Linked DNA regions of Mus musculus: regions 2, 3 and 4 are each linked to region 1. The links are chromatin contacts, called in public promoter capture Hi-C maps. All regions are on one chromosome and are shown on one strand. Each heading gives the region's core, a stretch centred on a gene start, on an enhancer-like site or on the middle of the called end of the contact. The rest is flanking DNA. Distances are from core to core; before and after follow the strand shown. Region 1 holds the start of Tmem156 (transmembrane protein 156). Region 2 overlaps Tbc1d1 (TBC1 domain family, member 1). Region 3 has its middle 8.0 kb from the start of Gm52815. Region 4 holds the start of Pds5a (PDS5 cohesin associated factor A).

Region 1 (6,103 bases), core at 1,201-3,700:
GAGTCAGAGATAGCACAAATGTCTAGCAAGTGAGTTCCAGTTTGGCTGAAAGGGTCTGATCCCCTGTATCCTCAGAGCAGCCAGCCTGTGGTCTAGGATTTATGGGCCTTCTGTTGCTCTCCTGATAGCCACCATCTGGACACCACCAGAGAAGCCAGGTGCAGAGCACAGGATTGTAGCCAGGACAAAGGGCCTTTCAAGAAAATTGACTTTAAAGTGTCTAAAAATATGATAACCAGATTGAATCAGAGTGGTAGGAAGCAAGGTGGTGGTGGCAGCAGCAATAGCAGTTGTGATGCTTTGTGTGTGTGTATGTACATGTGTGCATTGGAATGTCATGCATTATGTCAGAATGGTTTGATTGATTCTAAAAAAAAAATGTTTTACGAAGTTTCCTGTGTTTGAGGCTTGGCTACCAGCTGACAGATTTTTGATAAATGAATCAGAATGCAAGCTCTGATTTAATTAATAGATTAATCCATGGGACTCTTAGCTGAATGAATTATTAAATGGGCTCTCAGAGGGAATAGATTGCTGGGGGATTGCTTTTAATGGATATATTTGTTCCTATGTGACCTATCCACCACGAGGTGAGCCACGTTGCTCTGCCATGTTTTGCACAATACTTTGCCTCACCTTGCACAGACCCAGCAGCAGTGGAGTCACGTGACTATGCACTGAAGCCCCTCAACATTTGAGCCCAATTTATCTTTCTTCCCTTAAGTCGTTTTGCTCACATTTCGACACAGCAACCGAAAATGACTAATACAGACCTGGCAGAAATATTACAACATAGGAAGCCATTAAATCAATTTTTATATGGATATAAGAATTACTGAGTATTTTAAGGTACTATTGCAACATTTATAGGCGAAAGAATAGACATTAAGATATCAAGGAAGGGGAAAATAGAATATAGTTTTATAAAGGGATAAAAGGGACGTTGTAATCGGAGGAATGATGGGGTAGGACTGGGAGGGCTGGGGAGAGGAGGAACTGTGCCAAGGACCATCAACACTAAAGGCCTTTGAGAAGTCGTATGGAATTCTACTACTGTAGAAGCTTTCTAAGATGTATATTTATATACAGAGTTTAAATGGAGTTAGCATATCATGGGGCAGGGGGATCAGTATCTCAACTAGACATCATATACTACCACATACAACTCCCAGCACCAGGAGTGAGTAACATCATTTTGAATTATTGGCCAAAGGGATCCCATAGACCCCCACAAACATTGCAGGGTATTGCTCCTCCACGACCGGACAGTAAGCCCCTATTGCTGAAGGCTACAAATATTTATAGAGTATCAAGGGGTCCAGATGGTCCTTAAGTGGAAACTTTACTCCTACTGGCTAGTGTTCACATAATAATCCTTTATGATATTCTCAAAATAAAGTATAGGCTTGGGAATTCTGTCCCTATTTTGACTGCTCAGGTCTTCCAATCCCCTTACTGAGGATTCCCATGTGTATGTAAACTGTAGTATCCAGTGGAAAGACAAATGAGTTCATTCTTGGCGCATCTAATCTTTGTCCCTTCCCTCCCCACCCACCTGTTGTTCCATAAAGCGCAGGAGAGGGTGAGAGAGAACAAAAGAGGGTCAGCGGAAAGGACTGGTTACAGAATTGCAGCACTGAGCAGGGAGCAAAGGATACATTTGCTCCAAGTACAAACTGAAATACTGGCTACATTTTATTGTAACCAGAGGAGGGGTGGGGGGTGGGGGTGGGGTGAGGGGGCAATGGAAATGCTAACTACTTGCATTGTCTAAGTAAGAACATTTGCTTGCCATGTATGCTGTCTGTATTCATCAAAGTTTTCCCCTATCCTTCATTTACACTCTAAAACAAATGATTTTTTTTTTCTTTTGCAAGGAGAACAAGAATGTGGATTGCGTCATAGTAAACGCTGTTTATAGACGTAACATTAACAAGTTCCATTCGGCCACTTGCAGAGACAACGGTAAAGCAGAAGCCCAAATTTTCATAAGTCTCTTGTTTATGCTCATATCTTGCACTGTTTACTGTCTTCCAAACACCAGAACCAAGCACAGTGTCTGGCTTTCAGAGAGATTAACTATCATTTACTAAGTAAATGAGTGAACAATGTTTATAAACTGGGGTAGCACTGACATTCGTCCTTTGGTTTTTGGTTATTATGTTGTAGGTTACATGTACCATGTTGTTCTTACACATTGGTAAACATGAGAAACAGATTTAAATCTGGAGCCAGACCCTCTGTGTTTCTTAAGACCATTTCCTCATCTTTCGTGTTTATCAGTTAGCACAACAGTTCTTGTTAGAGGGTGGCTTTATTAGGCAAAGTGACTCAAAATGAAGAAGTCTCAGTCCCGGGTAACTTTTTTTTTTTTAAAGTCAGACCCAAACGGAAGTGAGTATGAGGTGAATCTCAGGAACTTGAAGTAGAGCAGAGATGAGAAGCAGGAAGCAACATACTATCAAGCTACCGATGGGAACACATTTGTGTCATGTGAGTAGACATGACAGAAACAGCTTTCCTTAAATTATTTGTGGCAATAGTGATCACCTTCATTTTAGTCCTGCCAGAATTTTTCAAGACACCAAAAGGTAAGTAAACCATTGCAATCCAGCTCTCGTTTCTTACTTTAGAGCACATTGTCAGCGAGTGGTGACAGACGAGATCTTTTGGGGTGTATGCAGCATGAGCTGAAGTTCGGTGAGTGAACTGCCTTAAGTGAAACGAGATACCAATTTTTAGTTGCCTGTTATCTAGCATAGTGGCCTTAGGACTTAGTTATGTTACAATTGAAAATGTAAAGAAATATTTAAAGTCTGATTTTCGATTCCAGACACGGGACTTAAGAGAATAGCATCTTATGAGTTTGTTCTTTGAAACTGTTTCCTTCTTTCAAAATAATCATATATATCTGCTTTTATATTCTGGAACTTACTAAGGGAACGGACATTTATTTATTTTAAAATGAGCCATTTGATCACAAGGTGAGACTAATAATTTCCTGCTGATCTTAGAAAAATAGGAGTAAATTTTAGTATTTTTAATATGCAGTAAAACCAGATGGGTACAAATATAGGCAGGTATGTGTGTGTTTGGGAGCATTGGGAACAAGGCAAAACCCACTCTGAGAGCCCTTCAAAGAATTGTTATATATTTGTTGAAACTTCAGGGTAGAGAAACAAAAAAATAAGGGAATTTAAATTATTTTTTATATATTATTAAAAGATTGGAAAACATGTTATTGTGGGTGTTTAAGTGATAATTGTGTTCATTAGCCTTTAATAAGAAGGTTAAAAAAAAAACTCCACTGTTCTATTACTAAATAGGAATCATATAAATTTACGAAAACTAGAGAAAAACTTATATTTGATATCTCGCTGCAATGAATATTTATTGTCGAATATATGCAAAGATATGTATTCAGATAAAAATACTTTTGCTAATTATATTTGATGACATACTGCAATGATTATTTAATGTTGCATATTAAATGATGCTAAGTAGCCAGATAAAAATATTTTTGCTAAATAAACACTGTAACTGCAATTTTTACGAATGATCGAATTAAAATTTTTTTCTTTTGGTTTGGTTTTTTAAAAATATATATATATTGAGCACGTATAGTGTATATTTTTGATACTTATTTTCACCCGCTGAAAATGTGTCCTAAAGAAAATAGAATAAAGACAAGTTATTTTTAAGATATTTTGGGCTTAGAGTAGCAACATGTTTTTAGCTATCTAAGCTAGGCCTTCTCTGTGTTTATATTCCTATTACTTTGACCAATTAGTTTGCATCTAATGAATATCAGGTAACTGGCACACACTGTTTGCTAAGTTGGTCAGTGCTTTAAGAGTCTATTAAGGATTGTGAGGAGGAGGGAAAAGACAGAAGAATTGTTCTTTTGACCACTAGTTCTTGCTACAGGTGACACCAGAAGACCAGTGTGGCCCAGGAAAATTCAGAGAGGTGCATGGTGGGCACCTCAGTGGGCCTTTGATTTTGTAAGCAGAAGGATTCGGTTTTTTGTTTGTTTGGTTGGTTAGTTTGGTTTGTTTTTCAAAATACACTTCAGCTGAACTTGCCTGGCCAGAGAGCCAGTCTGTTCTTCATGTTGACAAGAGCCATTTATAAGATTTGTTTTCTCAGCTGCCACTGTGCTTCATTGCTTGTCCTAAACCAGAAGGAACCACTTCTGTTTTCTGGTTGGAGCGTTCTGGTTGGAGCCAGCATCAACGGTTGTTTCCATTCTTTGGGATGATGAAATTATTTGGCTATTTTGTTTCAAAGGATCCTTACTGTGGAACAGCAAACAAAACTGCAAACTATGGTCTTCTCCTGATGTCCTTCAGTGGTGGAAGGAATTTTGCTCAAAGCCACCACAAAGTGTTGATTATTGGGTTAACTCACACACACAATAGTATAATAATTATGTTTTATAATGGTCTGTGGGTCATCAGGATTATTGCTATAACCTCATCATGTGTAACCTTATATTGATTAAATTAAGGGGATGTGGATTTAACTATTTTGTTACTTAATTTGAGGCATGAGGGCGGGGGGGTGGGAGGGTGGGTGTGGTGGTGGTGGTGGCAAGGTAGCCCTGGCTGTCCTGGAACTTGCTATGTAGGCCACGCTGGCCTTGAACTCACAGAAATCTGGCTGCCTCTGGCTCCCAAGTGCTAGGATTAAAGGTGTGTGCCACCATACCTGGCCATTAATGTTAGTTTTCAATCTGAGTATGAGTTAGGACTCTCAGGGCTAAGGCCTGTCAGGCATTTTCCTTTTCTTCCTCCAGATTGTATTGTCTTTAATTCTAAAATAAATATGACAAAATTATTCGACTTCTAAATTACTTACCAATACCCTGTTTTTGGCCATGCTAAATAAACTCAGAAGGAATCTCAAGGTGGATCAATGTATACACCAAGTTTAGTATATGTATTTTCAAAGCAATAAACTTTCTAAATCCCCAAATTGAAAAGACAGCATCATATCTGATCATATTTTATCAAGAATACATCCAAATCTTTGAAAAATTATTAACAGGAATCTTCTGTTGTTACAATTATGTAGCAATAGCTATTTGGTCTAATTTTAAGAATGAGAGTAGATATTGCTTGCCACTAAACAAGGGGGCATTGGCAAGATGACCTATTGTCCAACAATAGTCTGAAGCCCCCAGTTATTTTAGAAGGTATCCAGAACACAGCAGTTGATGAACAGCTTAACCCACTTCAATTGCTTGTAGAGAATGGAAATACTGATTCCATTTCTTGCAACTGAGGAAGCAAGGTTGCTCCCAACGACAAAATCACCAACCTGCTTTTGTTGGATGAAACCTTAAGATGGAGACTCAGGAGGCTGGAGAAGTGGCTCAGTGCTCAAAAGCACCGGCTATATTCCCAGAGGACCTGGGCTCAATTCTCAGCACTGCATGGCAGCTCACAACAGTGTAACTCCAGACCCAGGGGATCCTACACTGTCTGCTGGGCTGCACAGCCACCAGGCGTGCACATGGTGCACAGAAACACATGCAGACAAAACACACATGTAAAATTTGAGATGGAGACTTGGTTAAACCTTAGATCCCAGTGGTCTGTAATTTATTCTTTCACTTATCCATGGTGTCTCTCTGTGCTGGGAAGTTAAGGCTTACAAAAGGAAAGGCAAGTCTCTCCTAAGGGGTTTTTCAGCCACGAAGAGGACCAGTGGTGGAGCAATGAAGTACAACCCCATAAAGAGTAAAACGGGATGTGGAAGGAGTTACGAGAACATTAATGTTGTTTCCAGGACTATGCTGGGAGGTTTCCTCTGTTCCCACTTGCCAAAAAATAATAAGTTGGCAGAATTCAAATAATCCCCCACTATTCTTGCTCACAGAAGCATTTTCTAAGAGAAGTCATGATTCTTATTGATTTTCAAATAAAATGTTCGCATTTATCTTAAAACTTTACGAGAGCAGACATGGTAGGGCATTATGGAGGCTTGCAGCAAGCAGGACAAGAACAGTACAGATGAGTACACTGCGAGTCATTATGTCCCGGTGTTTTGATGTTGCTTACTTTGAAGAGTCAAACTCTCATAAGATAGATTCATTGGC
Region 2 (6,103 bases), core at 1,690-4,189, 780 kb after region 1:
CTCTTCACAGACAAAGCAATCCCAACTGGCAGACCACAGTGAAAGGCAACCACATGTCCCACCTTCCAAGCCATCTGGGACACAGACTCGTGTGTCATGCTCTGGGGTCTCAGGTCACTTACTTTCACAGCCAGCATCACCACCCATGTCTTCCATGTGTACTAAGTAAGGCTTAGCAGCTAAGAGCATTTACTGCTCTCGGAGAGGACCTCATTTGATTTCAGGATGAGGTAAAGACAACTACCCATAACTCAGCCTCCAGGGATGCAAAACCTCTGACGTCAGTGGGCACTGGCACTCACATGTGCCAACACACACACACACACACACACACACAAATACAGCTTTTTAGAAAAATGTAAAAACCAAGTGGGGCTCACCCAGAGAGGTGGGTCTTTGCTTAAGATTACACCACAAGAAGCTACCTGGACTGAGGTCCAAACCCGGACACGGGCCTGGAAGGCGAGTTGAGCGCTCTGTTGTTTCCCTGGGATACCCAACCAGCAAGAAACCACACAGTTCCTTTTTAGTTTCCTATTTAACTCATCACTTATTGAGTTCACAGGCAACTAAGCCTGGAGTTTTCCTATCAACATACTGGTGCCTGGTTTTCCGGGCATTTTATTTAATGTAACTAAGATCCCGAAAGGTGATGGAACCTACATCAATCAATTAGACATCTGGAAAAACTGTGAGTAAAGATGAAGAGGCCAGCCTACCACAGAAACCAGACTTGCAAGTACCCTTATTCCACCCTTCTCGTCATCACAGAGGGTGAGGCTGGCCACATAGCAACTGGTAAAGCTCACCTTGCCCAACAGCTGAGTGCACTTTTTCCATGTCAAACTTAATTTTGGATCTTCCTGGAGTGCTAAGCATCTTTTCCCACACTGTAGTGACTTCTTTAAGACACGGAGTGATTTCTTCATAGTCAAGCTTGAGGCGTTTGTTCAGCAAATCGTTTTCAGAGGCTGGAAGAGGTGAGGGAGGGCAGGTGAGCAGGAGCTCCCGAGTTGTAGCCAACAGCACAGCTCACACGGAACCCACCCATTCCTCCTCTTAGACACACTGGCATGTCTCCTCAGCCATTTCACCCTTACTATGCCCCATCCAGACCCTCAGGCAGAGTCACGCCTGGTCAGGACTTGGATGGAACAAATACGAAAAGCCTAGGAAATTGCCTTGATTTCGCTCCCATCATGGCCTTCTGGCCTTACTCCTAAGGTTTACCCACTTCTTCTCAATGCCTTATTGGTGTTCCCACTGCTTGGCCCGGCAGAGTCCCAGTAACTTCTGCTCACTAAGCTGCAGAGACAGTCTAAGGTCCTCCTTATTGAGAGGCAGGCCTCATGTAGGTGTTGTCAACCATTAGTGACATATCTGTAGCAGAGATCCCCTTACACAAGGCATCTTAGAAAGCTAAAGCTAGCTATGATATCTCACCAAGAAAGACCAAAGCCTCAATGAGAATCACACAAATTACCAAATAGAAACTAGAAACCAGTGAAGAAAGCCTTTAGGGTCTCATATTTTCAAAACTCCCCAATATGAGAAAGCATGTCACTAGAGCTGAGCTCACCACATCTGGCACATCAGGATCATCACTAGCCTCCTTAGGCTGACAGGGGCCAGCATTGGGCTCTGAGTACCAGTGGCTTCATTAGCAGTGACCTTTGCCATAAGCATGTCTGTGTTCCCCAATACTGCCCAGCAAACAACCAGAACTCCATCTCAAGTCCACAGAACCTCACACAGCACCCCCCCCCCCCAAGCTGCCAGAAGACTTGGCCAGAGGCTTAATCCAAGGATCTTATTGTAGCATCCCCTGCCTCAAATTCCCAAGGACACTGCTGCCTACAGTCAGTGGCCTGTGAAATGCCTTATCAGCTAAGGCAAGACCCATAGCTACAGACACCTAAGCCTTCACAGTACTACTGAAAAGCTTTCGTGTCCACACCCATCCTGGACTGAGGCAAACAGGACAGAATGAAATCACATGTACTTTGCAGGATTTTCCCAACAAAGCAGTGACCACATGAACTAACTTGACACTATGACTGCTGTTCAGCTCTGAGGTATACCCACAGGGCAGGGCAAGCTCCTGGCACTCAGTACCCAGGCTCCCAAACTCCTCCCCCTGACCCTTCCACAAATCTCCTGCAAACTATTACCATCCCTTGTAAGCTAGCTGGGAAAGTAAACTTTCAAGGGCTCAGAAATTAAATGACCCTTATGCTTAAAGAGATTTAAGAAAAATTATAATACTTTAAATTATTTTCTACAACAAACTTAAGAAAAACAGTGTAAGTTGAAAGGGCTTCAACTACAATTTAAGATGTAATGTATCACCATGGATTTGTAGACTATATAACTCTGTAATACTAGTTAGGCATAAACTATTATCTTAGATGAAGTAGTCTGATAAGCACTGGCATGCCTGGGCCAATGTTATGCTGTACTCCACTAGGCTGTTCACAGCTTTATTTTAAAATACAGGGAAAGTGACCTTATGTAGAGGTACAGCAGGGGGCTGTATGCCCTGCAGAGATGTGATGTGTGAGTGCTGGCTGTTTTTTAATTTTTTTAAAAAAATCTTTATCAAATTGATACAGGTAGGGTCATCTGGGGACTGATTTTCAATTGGAAAACTGCCTGTGATTGACGTGAGAGGGCCCAGCTGTCTTGTCTGTGGGGCAGTGCTATCCCTGGGTAGGAGGCCCAAGGTTAAGAAAGGTAGCTGAGCAAGGCATGCGAAGGAAGCCAGGCAGAACAAAGCAGTTCTCCAGGGTTTCTGCTTCAGCTCTTGCCTTCAGCTGCTGTGCTGAAATGATGGACTATAAACCACAAGTCAAATAAACGTCCTCCTCCCCAAGCACAGCAATAGAAAGCAAACGAGGACAGCGTATCTGTGTCACTGGGAAAGAAACCCACAGTCCCAGCTGCCAAGTGTCTACAGATTTAGACAATGGGGCTAACGTCTGTCTGGGATGAAACACTTCCAGAATAGTAATTAGTATTGTATCTATAGATTCCAAAAGCAGAAAATTGACTTAGCCAGAGAAAGACTTTGCCATGTGTGCTCCTCTGAAGAGCATGCAAGTCAGCTTGAATCTGATCAATCTCAAGAGCCACTCACCCACCCCACAGCTTAAGCCTCTTATAAGAAGTGTATGAAAAAAAAAAAAAACACAGAGTAATATAGTTTTTGTTTACACAGTCAACGCTCTGATTGGGTCCTATCTGACCTAGCTTCTATATTTAATGGCCCCAACTCAATTCACTGCTATCAAGCTTACTAAATATTTTGAAGCAATCAACTTGCTACTGTTGATTATTTCTCAACAATATAGGTATAGCAAGGCTAATAAACGGATTAACACTTCCTATGTTAAATTTAGAAAGTTGATTACACTTTGACCACAAGATAAACATCCCAGGTTAAACAGAGGTAAGATATATGAACCCAAGCAGCAAAGCAGTAAGAGCAGCAGAACAAACACTGCCCATAGCCTGGTAAAGTCAACAGTGGGCACAGCACAGTCCTGGCAAGGTGACCAAGGCAACCCAGCAGACACTCCCCTGCTCATGCAGGTCTGTCAGCCATTCCTGGCACAGTAGCAGGCACTTTGTTTCTGAGGTATACTGATCCTATGTCACCAACTCTACTCATGACTTCTAACATGCCTGAGAGCAACCAACCTCTCTCTCCTTATAGGTGTATCTCAGGTCTCACTTCCCTGGGCTGCCACCTGCAGGACTGGCTAAAAAGCACTGAGCCTCAAGAGCCGCAGAATGAGCATTAGTCACCTCTCAATTCTCAACAAAGGTCCCCAAATACACAGCTGTCATTTTCTTGATACCACACTTTGTAATGTTATGACTACCCCTCCCCCAGCCATGTGTGTGTGTGTGCGCCATGGGGCACGTATGGGGGTCAGAGGACAACCTTCAGGAGTTGGTTCTCGCTCCCGCTGTGGGTTCTGAGGCCATCAGGCTTGTGTGGCACGCATCTCTGCTTATTAGACTATCTCACAGGCCCATAAAATATTGTTAATTTTAATTTTTAAATGTTTATTATATTTTCTTATATATTTTTGATATACACAAGGTATTTATTTTCTATTTTTCTTTTATTGTTTTATTATTTTTATACAATATATTCTGACTATGATCTCCCATCTCCCAACTCCTCTGAGATCCATCCATTCGAATTTACTCTCTTTCTGACTCTCATTAGAAAACAAACAGGCATTTAAAGAATAATAATAAAAGAAGAAACAAATTGGAATAGGACAAAACAAACAAACAGAAGAAAAAGAGCCAAAGAATGACCACAAGAAACACACACAGGAATCCCATAAAACCACAAAACCTGAAGCCATAATGTGTACATAAAGGACCCATAGATTAAAAAAAATTAAAAATATAAATAAAGTAAATAAATAAATGCCCTGAGTAAACAGAGGTTTCCTCCTGCAGTAAATGGGAACAAATACAGAGAGCCACATCCAGATGATGTACACTCAGTTGTAAACAGAAGGTCGATTCCCTCGCCTCAGAGCTCAGGGAACCTTACGGAAGAGGAGGCAGGACTGTAAAAGCAGGAGGAGATGGGGGACACCACAGAAGCAAGGCCTTCTAAACGCATCAGGGCTGATGTACATAGGAACTCTACACTGTGGCAGCATGCACACGGCCTGCAGGAGTCTGTGCCAGATGGGTCCCAGGACTGAGAAAAGTGGACACAAGCCCTCATCCCTAACCCAGAAGTTATCTCTAATTGATAACAACTGGCAAATGAAACACTAGTTTTCTCCAATGGAGTCTCACGGGGTTTACAAACCACTCGTAAGGGCAGGCCCCGTGCCAAACACACACACACACACACACACACACACACACACTAGAAGAATGAAGTAGAAAAAAGCTTAATACTGAGCTGTTAAAAGCTGCTCACTACACCCTGACTACACAACCTGTTCTCAGTGGCAATACTGTGAACAGAAGAGCACTGGCTTCTTCTCTAGGCAGCTGTTCCAACAGCTGGGCTACCATCACATCCAGGGCTTTATTTCTTCAGTTCACTTCCTCCTGATCAAAAGTAACGTCTACGTTTCTCCTTTGACATCTCAGCAGTCTGTGCCCTTCTCAGCAGCAGGCACTGTATTCCTCGTGTACAGTGCTGTGGTAACTCACAGACTCCTGATCATGAGGAGGACATCTAGCTAAGAAGAGTGTGACACTAAGACTGTGACACTAGCTAAGAAGAGTGGCAGAGAGTTCTAGCCAGCAGGGCTTCATGGGGCAGAACACCTTCTGAGAGTTTATTCCTAAGATCTGGTGTCTTAGTAACTTTTAGTTCTAGTCAAGCTTCGGCGTCCTATTCAAAGACAAAAACCTGTGACCAAGCATAGTGCTCAATGAGACACACTAATTCCAAAACTGCATTAAGGAATGGCACCGTGAGTGACCCTCCTGCCACAGCCTGCCTCCCTTTGGGAGGGTATACACAGACTTCCCACTCAGAATCTTTAGGACTTCAAATCTAGACAGTGGCTTACAAAAGATCTAAACTTCCCAAGTTCCTGTCATTTTGATAATGGAGATATCTGTCCAGGTAAACTTTTACCCAGGAACTCACTAAACAGCCACACAAAATGGAATTATATACCTTAAGGATTTATATAGGATTAGTCTAGTTTCACTACCCAGGCAGAAATTATGGCTGGGGATACAAAGAAAAAAAAAAATCCCATAAACCAACCACCACAACAAAACCAACCAACCAACCAACCAACCAACCAACCAACCAACCAACCAAGCAGCCAGCCAGCCAGTCAATCAAAACCACTTCTGAGACTCACAAGTTCTAGACGTGGTGCTTCTCATGCTACACAGGAATATGTGACAGTTGGTAAGACTCACTTTAAATGTCTGGAAAGTAAATGGTGTCACTATTACTTTGAAAACGTAAACAGACACGACAGGCGTCCATGTCCGTGAGGCCACCTCGACTGTATCCTGAGTGCAAGGATTAAGTAAGAGCATCAGTTTTGCTCAGCTTCACTCTCCAAACCAACCTTGTAGCTTCTGATTCTCCTTC
Region 3 (6,103 bases), core at 1,307-3,806, 600 kb after region 1:
TTCACTATGTGGGATCCAGGGGTCTATCTCAAGTCATCAGCCGAGGCACCATTTTCCCACTCAGCATCTCTCTTGCCCCTCTTAGACAAAGGCTTAATCAGACCATTGCTACTGTCAGCCTATTTTTAAAACTGATCAAGTCAATCACCATAGATACAGGCTTTGAGAGGCTGATTCATTCGATGACATATAAAAAAACAATTACACCAATTCAGTGCATAAGTCTATAAACCCGCTAGTCAGCTAGAATCCCTCCTCAGGGACCCCACCCCACTCCCAACCCCCCACCACCAGCAAGAATGCTGACTTAGCATTCTCCATGGTTACAGGAACTACAGAATCTCCCAAATACCTTTGTCTCTGTGTGCCTTGTAGCCCATTCCCTGCTCCCAGGCACAGAATTCAAGCTTCTATGTCACGCCAGCATGATTCTAAATAGCTCAAAAGAAGTGCAGATTGGCTTGAAAGAGCCCCAAAGACAAAGCTTGCCCAGACAAACAGATGCCCAAATCACTCTAAGGAATCTAGGGACTCAGGGGAGCCCCACAATATAGGAACAGAGGTTTCCTATTAGATTAGTTCAAAGTGAATCCAAAGAGTTCAAAAGAGCCTCAAAACACCAAGGGATCAGGAAGGACCACAGGTCCCTGGGGCCATTCCATCCTTCTGCTCCCTTTTCAGTCAAGTTCCTTTGAGTGGCTCATTCCCCAAAAGTGTCATTTCTCTGGCAGCACCAATAAGCAGGGCTCAGCTGCCTCTCCTGAAACACAAATTTAAAAATGGATTATGGTGAAAACAGAAATAGGAGATTTCACCAAGGTGGCCACCCTGGGGCTAACGGGAAGAATGGACAAAGGGGCCTGGTGACCTTGGGAACACAGACCATTGCCTTTCGCTGAGGGCAGCCGGACACAGTCCCTTCCCACTGGTTAAGTGGCCTACTTACCAAGGCAGTCTTGCATGTTTCAAGAAGTATTTATAAAGTTTGAGACCCCAAGTTTGTCCTCATAATTGGTATCTTATAGGTTTTTGTTGGGTTTTATTTTGTATTTTTATTTTCTGTGCATTGGTGTTTTGAACTCAGGACTTCTGAAAGAGCAGCCAAGTGCTCTTAACAGCTAAGCCATCTCTCCAGCCCTTTATAAATATTTTTAAAGCCATGGTAAAGAAGCAAAGTTAATTATGAAACATTAAAAACCACTGAAATTTGGTCTTAATTTCAATTTTTTGAAAATTTAATAGTACGAAATTGATGCTAAACAGAAAAAAATGTGTATTCACATATAGTTGCTGCAGTATAGTTTATAATAAAGGAAGCTGAAACCAGCTCTCCTTTATGGTGGAATTTTATACAAATTATGGTATGCATGGCGTAAGAGAAGTGTTTTCCTGTGTATGTTCATGTGTGTGGGTACATGTTCATATGCATGTGCATGCCTGTGGGGGTCAGAGGTTAACTTCAGGTGTCCTTCCATGGAGACATCCACTTTCTTTCTTCAGACAAAGGGATCTGTCTGCCTGGCTCTCCCTCCCCTGAGCTAGAATTACAAGCATACATCACATGGTTGGATTTTTTTTTTACATGGTTTGGGGGATCAAACTCAGGTTCTGGTACTAGATTTATTTTTAATATCTCTCTCTCTCTCTCTCTCTCTCTCTCTCTCTCTCTCTCTCTCTCTGTGTGTGTGTGTGTGTGTGTGTGTGTGTGTGTATGTGTTTACACACACACATACATGATGTGTGTATATAGGGAGGCAAGCATGTCATAGCATTTATGTGGATATCAGAGACAACTCTGTGGTGTTCTTGCTCTAAATGGAGTATTACACCAATTGCTTAGTGGGTTTCTAAATGAAATAAGAAAAGGGAACCTATTTGTGTAAGACCACACTGGTGATGTTTAGGTTGGTCATCACCCGTGTTCTGTTTCTTATTTTTAACAATGAACATGTATTCTAACTTTTGTTCACCAATGGAGAAATATAAATTATAAATAGATTATGTATATGTATATATGCATATACATGCATTATATTTATTTAATGGCTCTGGGGATTGAACTTAGTTTCACTACTGCTAGGTGGCATTCTAAGTTTAGTTTTATTTCATGTGCATTGGTGTTTTGTTTGCATGTATGTCTGCATCAGGGTGTCAGATCTTGGAGTTACAGACAGTTATGAACTGCCATATAGGTGCTGGGAATTGAACCTGGCTCCTCTGGAAGAGCGGTCAGTAATCTCAACCAGTGAGCCATCTCTCCAGTCCCCCTAACTTTAATTTTTAAAGAGTTCTTTGAAGTCAATCCATTCCCGGAGCACCAGAATGGAAGCAGAGTGTGCGGCGAGTCATTTTTCACGTGCACACTCCTGGCCCAAACAATGAGCTGCTGCACTCTGCAGCTCAGCTCCGAGCATCAGCAGTCATCTTGAGAGTCGAAGCAGAGACCCTGTGTATCTTGGATGCTGCTATTACATTGCACAATCCTCTACACACCGCAGCAGTAAGAGGGGAACCCAGGCTTCGTACCAAAAAGGTTCACACGCTCTGATATTCACATTCTAGTTTCACTTTGACTTGAAAGTCACACAGAAACCAAATGATTAAATCTGCATTTCCTTTGAACTCTGTGTAGATGGTGAGGTAGGGATTCCCCTTGTAGCTGACATTCCTTACCAAAAAGGATTCTGGAGGCTCTTGGCTCTGAAGCTGTCAGCTGCCTTGACACCAGCCCGATCCAGCGGAATTAGACACTTCCTGTGTTCTGTGGGATTTCACAGGTCTCTGTGCAAGCTCGCACCTCTGTAGCAAATCATGGTTGCTTTCAGATCAACAGTTAGTTCTCACAGTTCTCCTGAGCAAGAGAGAGGAAGTGAGAGAGAGGCTTGCAAGCTCTTGCTGCAGTCCTTTTTAATCTATTGAAGACGGGGAGGTACCAAGGTGTGAGGTCGGCTCTGTTTTTCTCACAGCGGGGCGTGGTCCTCAGAGCATGGTCTGCAGAGCATGGTTCTCAGAGCGGACCTCTAACTCAAGGCTTTGATAGAATGGCCCTGTGTGTGTTGTACTTAGTAGTGCCGAGATGTTTGCAAGCCAATCGTTTCGGTTAGATTCCTCTTATCATAGAGACTTCAGGAGAGTTTAAAAGTGTGGATGCAACCTCGAAACAGGGCTCCCTCCCTTCTAGTCCTGCACATTACCACATTCTTCTAAGCTCCAGACTTCATGATTGTTGATAGTGTTTGCTACTTAGAAATGAGCAAGCTTGAAGGTTGCTGAGGATGAACCTCCTCCTTCATAATCAGCTTTGGACGCCATCTTGCCTCTCTGTTTTATAAAAGGGGGGAAACATCATAATTGACCTTCTTAGGCATGTGGAAATGGAGAGAAGATATCAAGTTGCCCCCAAGATCTAAGATCCCACGACGGGGGACTATGGATTAGACATAGGTGAGAAAGGGGGACATAGCATGCTTTCTTGGGGTCCAGGCAGGGAAGACCTTCCTGCTTCTGCTAAAGAAAGCATGGTTATTCCTTATACTTGCTTAGTTTTCTTTCTTTACTTCTTGCTAATCTGTGCTGATGCATGATTTCAGAAAAAAAAAATGGGGTGAGAGTCATATCTTTGGCCATGGGGAAGAGAGACTGTCTGAACTACCCAAAAAGATCCCAAGATTGCTGGAGGCCTTTTGGTAAGGAACAAAGACTTGTTACTGTCTTCCTCTTGAAGAATTCATCTAGATAGGCCTGTCAGTCACTCAAGCAGGAAAATGCCCCTTGGGAAAGCTCTCTGCCCCCAGAGACTTCAGAAAGTGCTATGAGTCACACTAAATGTGTAGCTCCTTGTAATGGTCTCTCTGGCCATTGTCTAGTCTCACTCTGTGAGAGTGTTTCCAATTACTCTGTAATAAACCTTACCTATAGCATCTACAATAGGTCAGTTGAGATCACAAGAACCAGGGAACCATTGGGAAGCCGGGGTGAGGTCCTGGAGATACTTCCATCTCCACACTGGTTACTAATCCGTCAGTCTCTGTCTGTGGCTCCATCCTGTTAGGCTGTCGTTCTGAGGAACCTGTCCATCTCTTCTAGGTTGTTCGGCTTGTTGAAGATCCTGCTCACCCCAGTCTCTTAGGCTTTGTGATTCTGCAGTACTAACTGTGACGTCTTCTTCATTTTATGATGTCAATTGCTTATTTGACTCTTCCCTCTTACTAATCTAGGTAAAAGTTTGTTCGCTTTAATCTTTAAAAAAAAAAAGCTTCAAGTTTCACTGATCTTTTCTGTTTTGTTGCATTTCTTCTTCTGGGAAGAGATAAATAAACATTTATTTGCCCCAGATTGGGACAGACCAAGGTAATGAGCCCACTCAAGTCAAGCTTGCTGAACTAGTTAGTATATTGAGCTTACAGGAGCACGAATGAACCGTAACAGAAGTGTGGGTGATGTCTAAACAGCTTTATCACTGCAACATGCCATCCCATCCTGGATAAGAACCCTATGGAAGCTGCATCCCTGAATCACACTTCTACTTCTGTGGGCTCAAGCATCTGCCAAGATCACTTGCTGGGGAAGGCGTGGAAACGGAATGGCTAGAATCCCAAGCAAGGGTACTCTGAGTATACTTTCCATCAGCATCTTGTCAATAACTTCCTTACTGTTACTACACACCTAGCTGTTGTTGTGTTCTTCTGCTTGTTTTGTTGCCATGGCTACTGGACCACCGCTGTTTCTACTCTGTGATGTTCATGGAATAACTGATGCTCCACCACAACATGTTGATTCTCGAACTGCTTCTTCATCTATTTATGCTCTGGCGTGTCCTATGTATATTATCCTACTAGATCTCGTATTGATTTTCTTCCTGTTCTCTCTCTCTCTAGTTCCTTGAGATATAGAATCAGGTCGTTTATTTGAGATCTTTCTTTTTTCTCATTATTGGCATGTATCACCATCAACTTTCCTCTCGGGACTTCTTTGTGTCCTGTGTGTTTCCATTTTCTACATTTCTGTTTTCATTGGTAGATCAAAACAAAACAAAAACAACCCTCTTTTGGCTTCACACAAATAGTTATTTGTTTGTTTTGTTTTGTTGAGTCAGGGTCTCTCTATGTAGTCCTGGCTGTCCCTGGAACCCACTGTGTAGACCAAGCTGGCATCGAACTCAGAGAGGTAATTAAAATACTATATTATACAAACACAAACAAAAACCCACGAGCCAAAAAATTTACTTCTTTTAGACTGTCTCTGCCAGCCATCTTGTTACAGTGACAAGAAATGTACCTACTAAAGTTAGGGCTGTCATGGAACTTCAGTTTCTAAAGATTTGGAAAACATGTCAGTTTTATTTGTGTTGAGTATCCTTTGCTGCATACAATATTTTCATAAAACTTAGTCTCCCAGTGAAACAATGAACATTTTATCTCTCTGCTCTGAGTTAGAATTTCAGGAGCATATGGAGCATACAGCTGCTTGGGTATCCCCATATTATGGATATGCCATATTATAGCAGCTGATTTCTCACACAGTAAGTGATCCAACAAAGCAAGGCGTAGAAGCTGCTAAGTATTTCCTAACCTAGTCACTGGAGTCACATGCCTTCCTTCGGAAATATTCTGTTACACAGACCAACCCCACTCACTGGGGAAGAGGTCTGTCTGCACTAACATGAATCAGGTCACCAAAGGCCATCTCGGACCTGGGACACGAGACTCACCTTAGGCACCCATTGATTTGTGACTTTTAACGTGCAGAGTTGTATCCCTTCCAAGTCTCTCACTCCCATCTCAGCATTGCTTCAGCTCTGCCTCTACAGAAGCCTAGGGAGACTCAAGCCCATTTCTTGACTCCTAAAACCCTGGATTTCTTTTGCCGCACCCTGTGTTTGTTATTGCTTTATTTCCTTTTTCACTGGTCTTCAAGACTTTTTTCAATTTCCCTTTTGGTTTCACACAAAAGTTTTAGTTGTTATTGGGGTTTGTTTGTGGCCTAGGCTCTGAAGACATAGGTTATCTGTCTGCTGAAACCTAACATGAAACTCAATATTCAAGGAGAGCATGAGGGGATGACACACAGAGGAGAAAGATAGCCATCACACAAGACACACTGG
Region 4 (6,103 bases), core at 2,044-4,543, 610 kb before region 1:
ATTTGAGCCTAGGATCCCAGTGCCTGTGTGGGTAACATAGTGAGAGCCTGTCTCTTACATTTTTTTAACCAGTGCCTGACAATTACAGAAGTGGATGCTCATAGTCACCCATTGGACTGAACACAGGGTCCCCAATGAAGGAGCTAGAGAAAGTACCCAAAGAGCTGAAGGGGTTTGCAGCCTCATAGGAGGAACAACAATATGAACCAACTAGTACCCCCAGAGCTCCCTGGGACTAAACCACCAACCAAAGAATACACATGGTGGGACCCATGGCTCTAGCTGTATATGTAGCAGAGGATGGCCTAGTTGGTTATCATTGGAAGGAGAGGCCCTTGGTCCTGTGAAGACTCTATGCCCCAGTATAGGGGAATGCCAGGGCCAGGAAGTGGGAGTGGGTGGGTTGGTGAACAGAGGGATGGGGTGGGGTGGGGGCTTTTGGAGGGGAAACCAGGAATGGGGATAATATCTGAAATGTAAATAAAATATCCTCAGTGCCTAGTGGCACATGCTTTTAATCCCAGCACTTGGGCGGCAGAAGCAGGCTGATTTCTGAGTTCAAGGCTAGCCTGGTCTACATAGTGAGTTCTAGGACAGCCAGGGCTACACAGAGAAATCCTGTGTACTCAAAAAACCAAAAAAAAAAAAAAAAAAAAAAAAAGAAAGGAAAAAAGAGAAAATATCCAATAAAAAAGTAAAGAAGCCGGGCAGTGGTGGTACACACCTTTAATCCCAGCACTTGAGAGGCAGAGGCAGGTGGATTTCTGAGTTCGAGGCCAGCCTGGTCTACAGAGTGAGTTCCAGGACAGCCAGGGCTACACAGAAAAACCCTGTCTTGAAAAACCAAAAAAAAAAAAAAAAAAAAAAAAAAAAGTCATCATTTCTCTAGGATCATGGCTAGTGGCCACTGTATTGAATAATGCAAAAGCAAAACTTCCTATTGTAAATTGCAATTTGTCCTGTGATTTCTCTTGTTCCTAAAGATCCTCATCCAAATTCTTATAAGTAACCCGATAAACTTTTTCTTTTAATATAAAAATTAAGTAAAAATGTAAATATGGCGTAGTCATTGAGAGGAGTATTGCTGCAAAGTAAGGCTGGCTTGGGTTACAGACACTAAAGAGTATTGCAATTGTTTCAAGTAGGTTACAAATCTCAGGGTTTACTATCTTTTGAAAGCTTACAAGGTTATACTCTATAGGAGGTTTGCATAAGAATGGCCGGCCAGGTTTACAAGTCGCCAGGAAAACCGGCACTATTTGAAAGGATTGGGAGGTTTAGCTTTGTAGAGGAAGTGTAGCTATGGGGGTGGGCCTTAAGGTTTCAAAAGTCCAAGCTCGGCCCAGTGTCTCTCTTCTGCCTCCCTTCATGCTTTGGGGTAGTTGACCAAGCCTCTGAAACTGTAAGAAAGGCCCTAATTGAATGTTTTCTTTCATAAGAATTGCCTTGGTGATGGTTTGTCTCCACAAAGGTGAAACAGTGGTTTAGAGAAATAATAACAAAGTAATACACTGCATATTATATTTTTACCTTCCTATATGAGAATACCTTTCAATAATGGATAGTTGCTGGGCATAATGGCACATAAGGGTGCCTATCTGCAATCCCTGTACTTCAGAGATGGAGACAGGAAGACTGAGGAGCCAGCCTGGGCTATATAGTAAGTTCCAGGCTGGCCTCAGGATATGGTGGGACTCTGCCAAAACCAATCAAACAAACAAACAAAAAAAACCAATACATTTTTTCCCCTCCTGTTTTTATTCTTTAGGTCTCCCAAATCTTTTTACCTCAGCCTTCCAAGTTCTGGGACCACTGGCATATCAGAGGAGACCTGGCTCCTCCCTGCCACGTATTACTAGCATATTCATATTACTGGAAATCTTGAGTTCAAAAAAATCCTCTTGCCTAAATCTTTTGATTTAGCTGCAACCATAGGCCAGTTAAAAGGTGGGCATTTTAAAGAACAATGTATAAATTCAATTGCTGCCAGCTTCTTCTTTCTGTTTTTTTGAGATAGGGTTTCCCTGGCCATCCTGGAACTTACTCTGTAGACCAGGCTAGCCTCGAAATCAAAGATTTGCCTGCCTCTGCCTCCCGTTGAAAGGCGTGAACCATAACGGCCTAGCTTCTTCCTCTTTTCATTATTATTATTAATATTTTTTACTTTTTTTGAGACAGGGGTTCTTTGTTGCCCTGGCTGTCTGACGTCCTGGAGCTAGCTCGATTGACCAGGGTGCCTTGAACTCAAGAGATCCGCTTGCCTCTATCTCCCAAATGCTAGGATTAAGGGCGTGCACCACCATCACCCCCTTCTGCTTATTGTTTTTGTTTTTTTGAGACGGTTCTCTGTGTAGCCCTGGCTGTCCCTGGCTGTCCGGGAACTCACTCTGTAGACCAGGCTGGCTTCGAACTCAGAAATCCGCCTGCCTTTGCCTCCCAAGTGCTGGGATTAAAGGCGTGTGCCACCACTGCCCGGCTTGCTTATTGTTTTAAAAGGTGGTTTCCTGAAATTATGTGTGTATTGTTCAGGTTCATTCGCTTCAATATTTACCTTAAATTGCTCAAGCACCGCTGCACTAAGTTTTCTTTGGCAAGCCTTTCCTTTGGAGGAGAGAAAAAGTAGAGCTTTGGTGTATTCACAACTTAAAAAAAAAAAAGAGGTCTCAGATTCACATAGGTAATTTGTAAATCTCTAAAAACACCCTCCCTCTTTCTTCTTCTGGGCTTCACTATCAGGAACCCTAGTCTGTGTTTTCAGCCTGTACCCAAAATGACTGGGAGGCCAGAAGCCCCGGCACCATAGCTTGAGATCGCATGCCAACTTCCTATTTTGCAGCTTTGAAAACCTTAATGGTAGGAGTCTAACTAAGGTCGTAGGCTGCGACCTAGGGCGACTCTCCGGAAGACGCGAGAATGAGCAGCCCGAGTTGTAAAACTTTGCCTCGGCTTCCAGAGCTCTGTTTGGAGGGGAAAGCAGCCGTTTCTCCAGATAATTAACCATTTCTCCACCGGTCCGGTCACATCCCCGCCAGCCAAGCCTTCAAGAGCCCCGGACTCCGCGACAGCGGTGGCCGGGAGTGTCGCAAAGCCGCGCCTCCCGGGGTCCGCTTCCCGCCACCGGGGCTCCTCCTCCGCGCGCCGGCTCGGCTGCCGGCCCCCCGGAGGCGCCCGCGCGGGCAGGTCTTGGCGCCAAACGGGTGGCGGCGCTGTCCACCACGCGCGCGGCCGCGTCGGGCTCGAGGGAGGCGGGGGCTCGGCCGGCGGAAGAAGGGGCGGGAGCGAGGCGCGCGGTGCTCTCGCGGGCTCTCGCGCCGCTCGCGTGACGGGCTCCGGCTGTGCGCGGCGACGCTCAGGCTCCGCGGGGCACGGGCGGGCCGGGAGCGCGCCGCGGCGAGAGGGCGTCTGGTGCGGGTGGGCGCGAGGTGCGGGCGGCCGGCCGGCGAGCGAGCGAGCGGCCGGGCGGGCGCGGGGGACGCGCGGGCGTGCACCCGCGCGCGGGCTCTCGGAGGAGCCGCGGCCGAGGCTGCGCTTCCTCAGCCCGACGGAGAGCGGCAGTGTCGCCCCGGCCGGCGCACGCTCGGCCCGCTTCTCCCCCCGCGGCGGCTGCTCCTCGGCACCGCCAGCCCCAGCGCCGCTCCGGGGCGGGCGGGCGGCGGCGGCGGCGGCGGCGGGACGGACGGAGCCGCTTTGTGTGCAGCCCGACGAGGGGCGGCGGCGGCGGCGCAACCACCTGACAGAGGCCCGGCGCTCGCTGCACCGTCCGCCCGCATGAGGAGGAGGTAAAGCGGCGGCCGGGCTCGCGCCCTCGGCGGCGAGGGAGGGACGGAAGGGGAGACCGCAGGGGAGGGCGCGCGCGGAGGCCCGGCGGGGTTGCCCGGAGCGGCGGCTCAGGCCTTGGCGGTGCCGAGGAGCGCCGGGCGACCGAGGGGCTTGAGATGCCGCCGGGCTCGGTTGCTGAAGTTAAGGAACAAAAATGTGAAGTGCGGAGCCGGGTCCTTCGCTTCCTGGCGAGGGGCTCGGGCGGCTGGCGGGGGTGGCGGGCTGGCCGGGGAGGGGCGGCCGCGCGGCGGGGACGCCGGGAGCCCGGGGCTCGGCACGGCTATGGCGTTCTGCTCCCGGGCGCCGGCGCCGCGCGTGGGTCCTCTTGGGTACCTAGTTTTGCGGCCTAAGCTGAACCCTCTAGGCCTCGAGTCTCCTTTCCCGGAGGTGACCGGCCAGGCGGGGACCCAGCCGCTTCTCCTGAGCCAAGTGGGGCCGTTGGGTCCTCAATGTCCCCCCGAGGCCACCAAACTTCCGTCCTAGGTGCTCGGGGATACATTTCATTGTGAAAAGAGGGCTAGGAAACTCCGGGAGCTGCTCGGCGCCTCTCGCGGCCGGGGCTGCTGCAGCCGAGAACCCCGTGGCACCGGGGCTGGCTCGGGTGGGGGTGGCGGACGCCTAGCCGGGTCCGAAACCCAGGGAAGGAGCGAGTGGCGGGGTCCCCGGCCTCGGGGGGAAGAAAGGGCCCTTTCTAGATTAGAGATTTTTGAAATGAAAAAGAGGTTACAAAGTCGCCCCTTTTCCCGCTGAACTTTGATTTTCTGACCGATAGAGGCCGGTAGAGGACTGTGAGAGAAAAGTTATTCCCCAGGATGGACTTCACGCAGCCGAAGCCTGCCACTGCCCTCTGTGGCGTCGTGAGTGCGGACGGGAAGATCGCTTACCCTCCGGGAGTAAAAGAGATCACCGACAAGATCACCACCGATGAAATGATCAAACGTCTGAAGGTAAGGGTCTGGGTCGGCGATCTGCGCTCTGGATGGCTTTTGTGACTCGTGTGGTTTCATTGGACTACTCTCAACCTGGCCTTTGGAGTTTTTAGTACTAAGTTTTTGAAGATATCTTAACCGCCCCGGAAAAGTCCTGTTCTAACTTGGCGGTATCTTTGGATAAGTTCTGAAAGGACGGGGAATTTAAAGAGTGTGATCATTTTCTGTCCATAAGAACGCATGCATGGTTAGTTGTTTCCCTTGTGGTTATTTTATTTAGTGGATGTTGTTTAAGGGGCTCGATACCCTGAGGTGTAGACAGTGATTTTACCCACGAAAGTTCCTATTATTATCTACTCCAAGAAAAGACTGACTTGAGCACAAACAACCATATTGTCCCCCTTAGATTCTCGTAATTTTCTAATGGGAGCTTAACTATCTATACAGTGGGCTAAACTTAATACAGTGTACAGATTTTTCAGAATTCGAGCTTAAGGAGAAATGATGATTTTAGTACACATGCCCAAGAGAGTTGAAGGACGGGATTGTTGATATGTCTGTGAGTTTGTGTTTGTGTGTGCGCACCGGTTTTCTTGGTGTAACAATCTTGCGCTGTCATTTTGGGACTTAACTTTTCTGCTACTGCATAGGGCAGTGTTTGTTATGGAATCAGTTTCGAGCAGTGATTGTCACTTTGGACAACTTTGATGCACCAGGGGGTGTTGTAGGCAATTTCAGAGTCATTTTGGTTGTCACAGTTGGCTTGTGGGGAGTAGGCTGTGACGTTCTGTGAGGAGGCTAACAGTTGTCTAGTGAAAGATCTTAAACTATTGAAGTACAGTGTGGACAGTGGGAGAGGCAAAGAATGGGTTTGATGACTTGTTTAAGAGAGGACTAGTGGGCTGGAGAGATGGCTCAGCAGTTAAGAGCACTGACTGCTCTTCCAGAGGTCCTGAGTTCAATTCCCAGCAACCACATGGTGGCTCACAACCATCTGTAATGGGATCTGATGGCCCTTTCTGGTGTGTCTGAAGACAGCTACAGTGTGCTCATATAAGTAAAATAAATCTTTAAAAAAAAAAAAAAAAAGAGGACTAGTAACCCAGCTGCCTGCCCTTGAACTTAACCATTTTCCTGCCTCCACTTCCCAAAACACTAGTGGCATAACCACACCCTGCCAACAACAGTGGTTCTCAACCTGTGAGTCGAGACCCCCCCCCAACTATCTGATATCCTGTCTATTAGGTATTAACACTGTAATTCATAACAGTAGCAAAATTACAGTTATGAAGTAGCAATGCAATTATTTTGTTTGAGGTCACCACAACATGAGGAAGCAATAGGAAGGTTGAGAC

The links. Promoter capture Hi-C pulls out the DNA fragments that hold promoters and counts their contacts. Capture Hi-C pulls out chosen DNA fragments and counts their contacts.
Region 2: a contact with region 1 is called in a promoter capture Hi-C map of liver, with 2.7 times the contacts expected there. The contact joins the enhancer-like site here to the promoter of Tmem156 in region 1. A contact is called at or near these places in 6 of 39 promoter capture datasets (cranial neural crest, embryonic stem cells, hippocampal neurons and 1 more), 1 of 115 datasets of contacts at active chromatin or transcription factors (acute myeloid leukemia) and 1 of 9 other capture datasets (adipose tissue).
Region 3: a promoter capture Hi-C map of hematopoietic stem and progenitor cells shows a contact between it and region 1, with 5 times the contacts expected there. The contact joins the enhancer-like site here to the promoter of Tmem156 in region 1. A contact is called at or near these places in 7 of 39 promoter capture datasets (the 3T3-L1 cell line, hematopoietic stem and progenitor cells, hippocampal neurons and 4 more) and 2 of 115 datasets of contacts at active chromatin or transcription factors (acute myeloid leukemia and memory CD8 T cells).
Region 4: a contact with region 1 is called in a promoter capture Hi-C map of adipose tissue. The contact joins the promoter of Pds5a here to the promoter of Tmem156 in region 1. A contact is called at or near these places in 5 of 39 promoter capture datasets (3T3-L1-derived adipocytes, the HPC-7 cell line, hippocampal neurons and 1 more), 1 of 484 Hi-C or Micro-C datasets (LSK cells) and 1 of 9 other capture datasets (adipose tissue).

The regions. Positions count from the first base shown.
Region 1 is chr5:65,087,956-65,094,058 of GRCm38.p6, reverse strand. It overlaps Tmem156 (transmembrane protein 156), which reads left to right and starts at 2,450. Exons shown (of 6, transcript NM_001370814.1): 1 at 2,450-2,591. The coding sequence starts at 2,504.
Region 2 is chr5:64,311,222-64,317,324 of GRCm38.p6, reverse strand. It overlaps Tbc1d1 (TBC1 domain family, member 1), which reads right to left. Exons shown (of 22, transcript NM_001310611.1): 15 at 6,081-6,103; 16 at 810-971. Among named protein-coding and RNA genes, the nearest start is that of Gm38634, 57 kb to the right of the region's middle. Within about 2 kb of position 2,939, at least 59 of the 459 cell types and tissues checked have an H3K27ac peak or open chromatin away from gene starts, as enhancers often do. A contact at or near this core is called in liver, where this site is marked.
Region 3 is chr5:64,484,639-64,490,741 of GRCm38.p6, reverse strand. No RefSeq gene overlaps it. Among named protein-coding and RNA genes, the nearest start is that of Gm52815, 8.0 kb to the left of the region's middle. Within about 2 kb of position 2,556, at least 114 of the 459 cell types and tissues checked have an H3K27ac peak or open chromatin away from gene starts, as enhancers often do. A contact at or near this core is called in hematopoietic stem and progenitor cells, memory CD8 T cells and neutrophils, where this site is marked.
Region 4 is chr5:65,695,426-65,701,528 of GRCm38.p6, reverse strand. It overlaps Pds5a (PDS5 cohesin associated factor A), which reads left to right and starts at 3,293. Exons shown (of 33, transcript NM_001081321.3): 1 at 3,293-3,779; 2 at 4,592-4,766. The coding sequence starts at 4,632.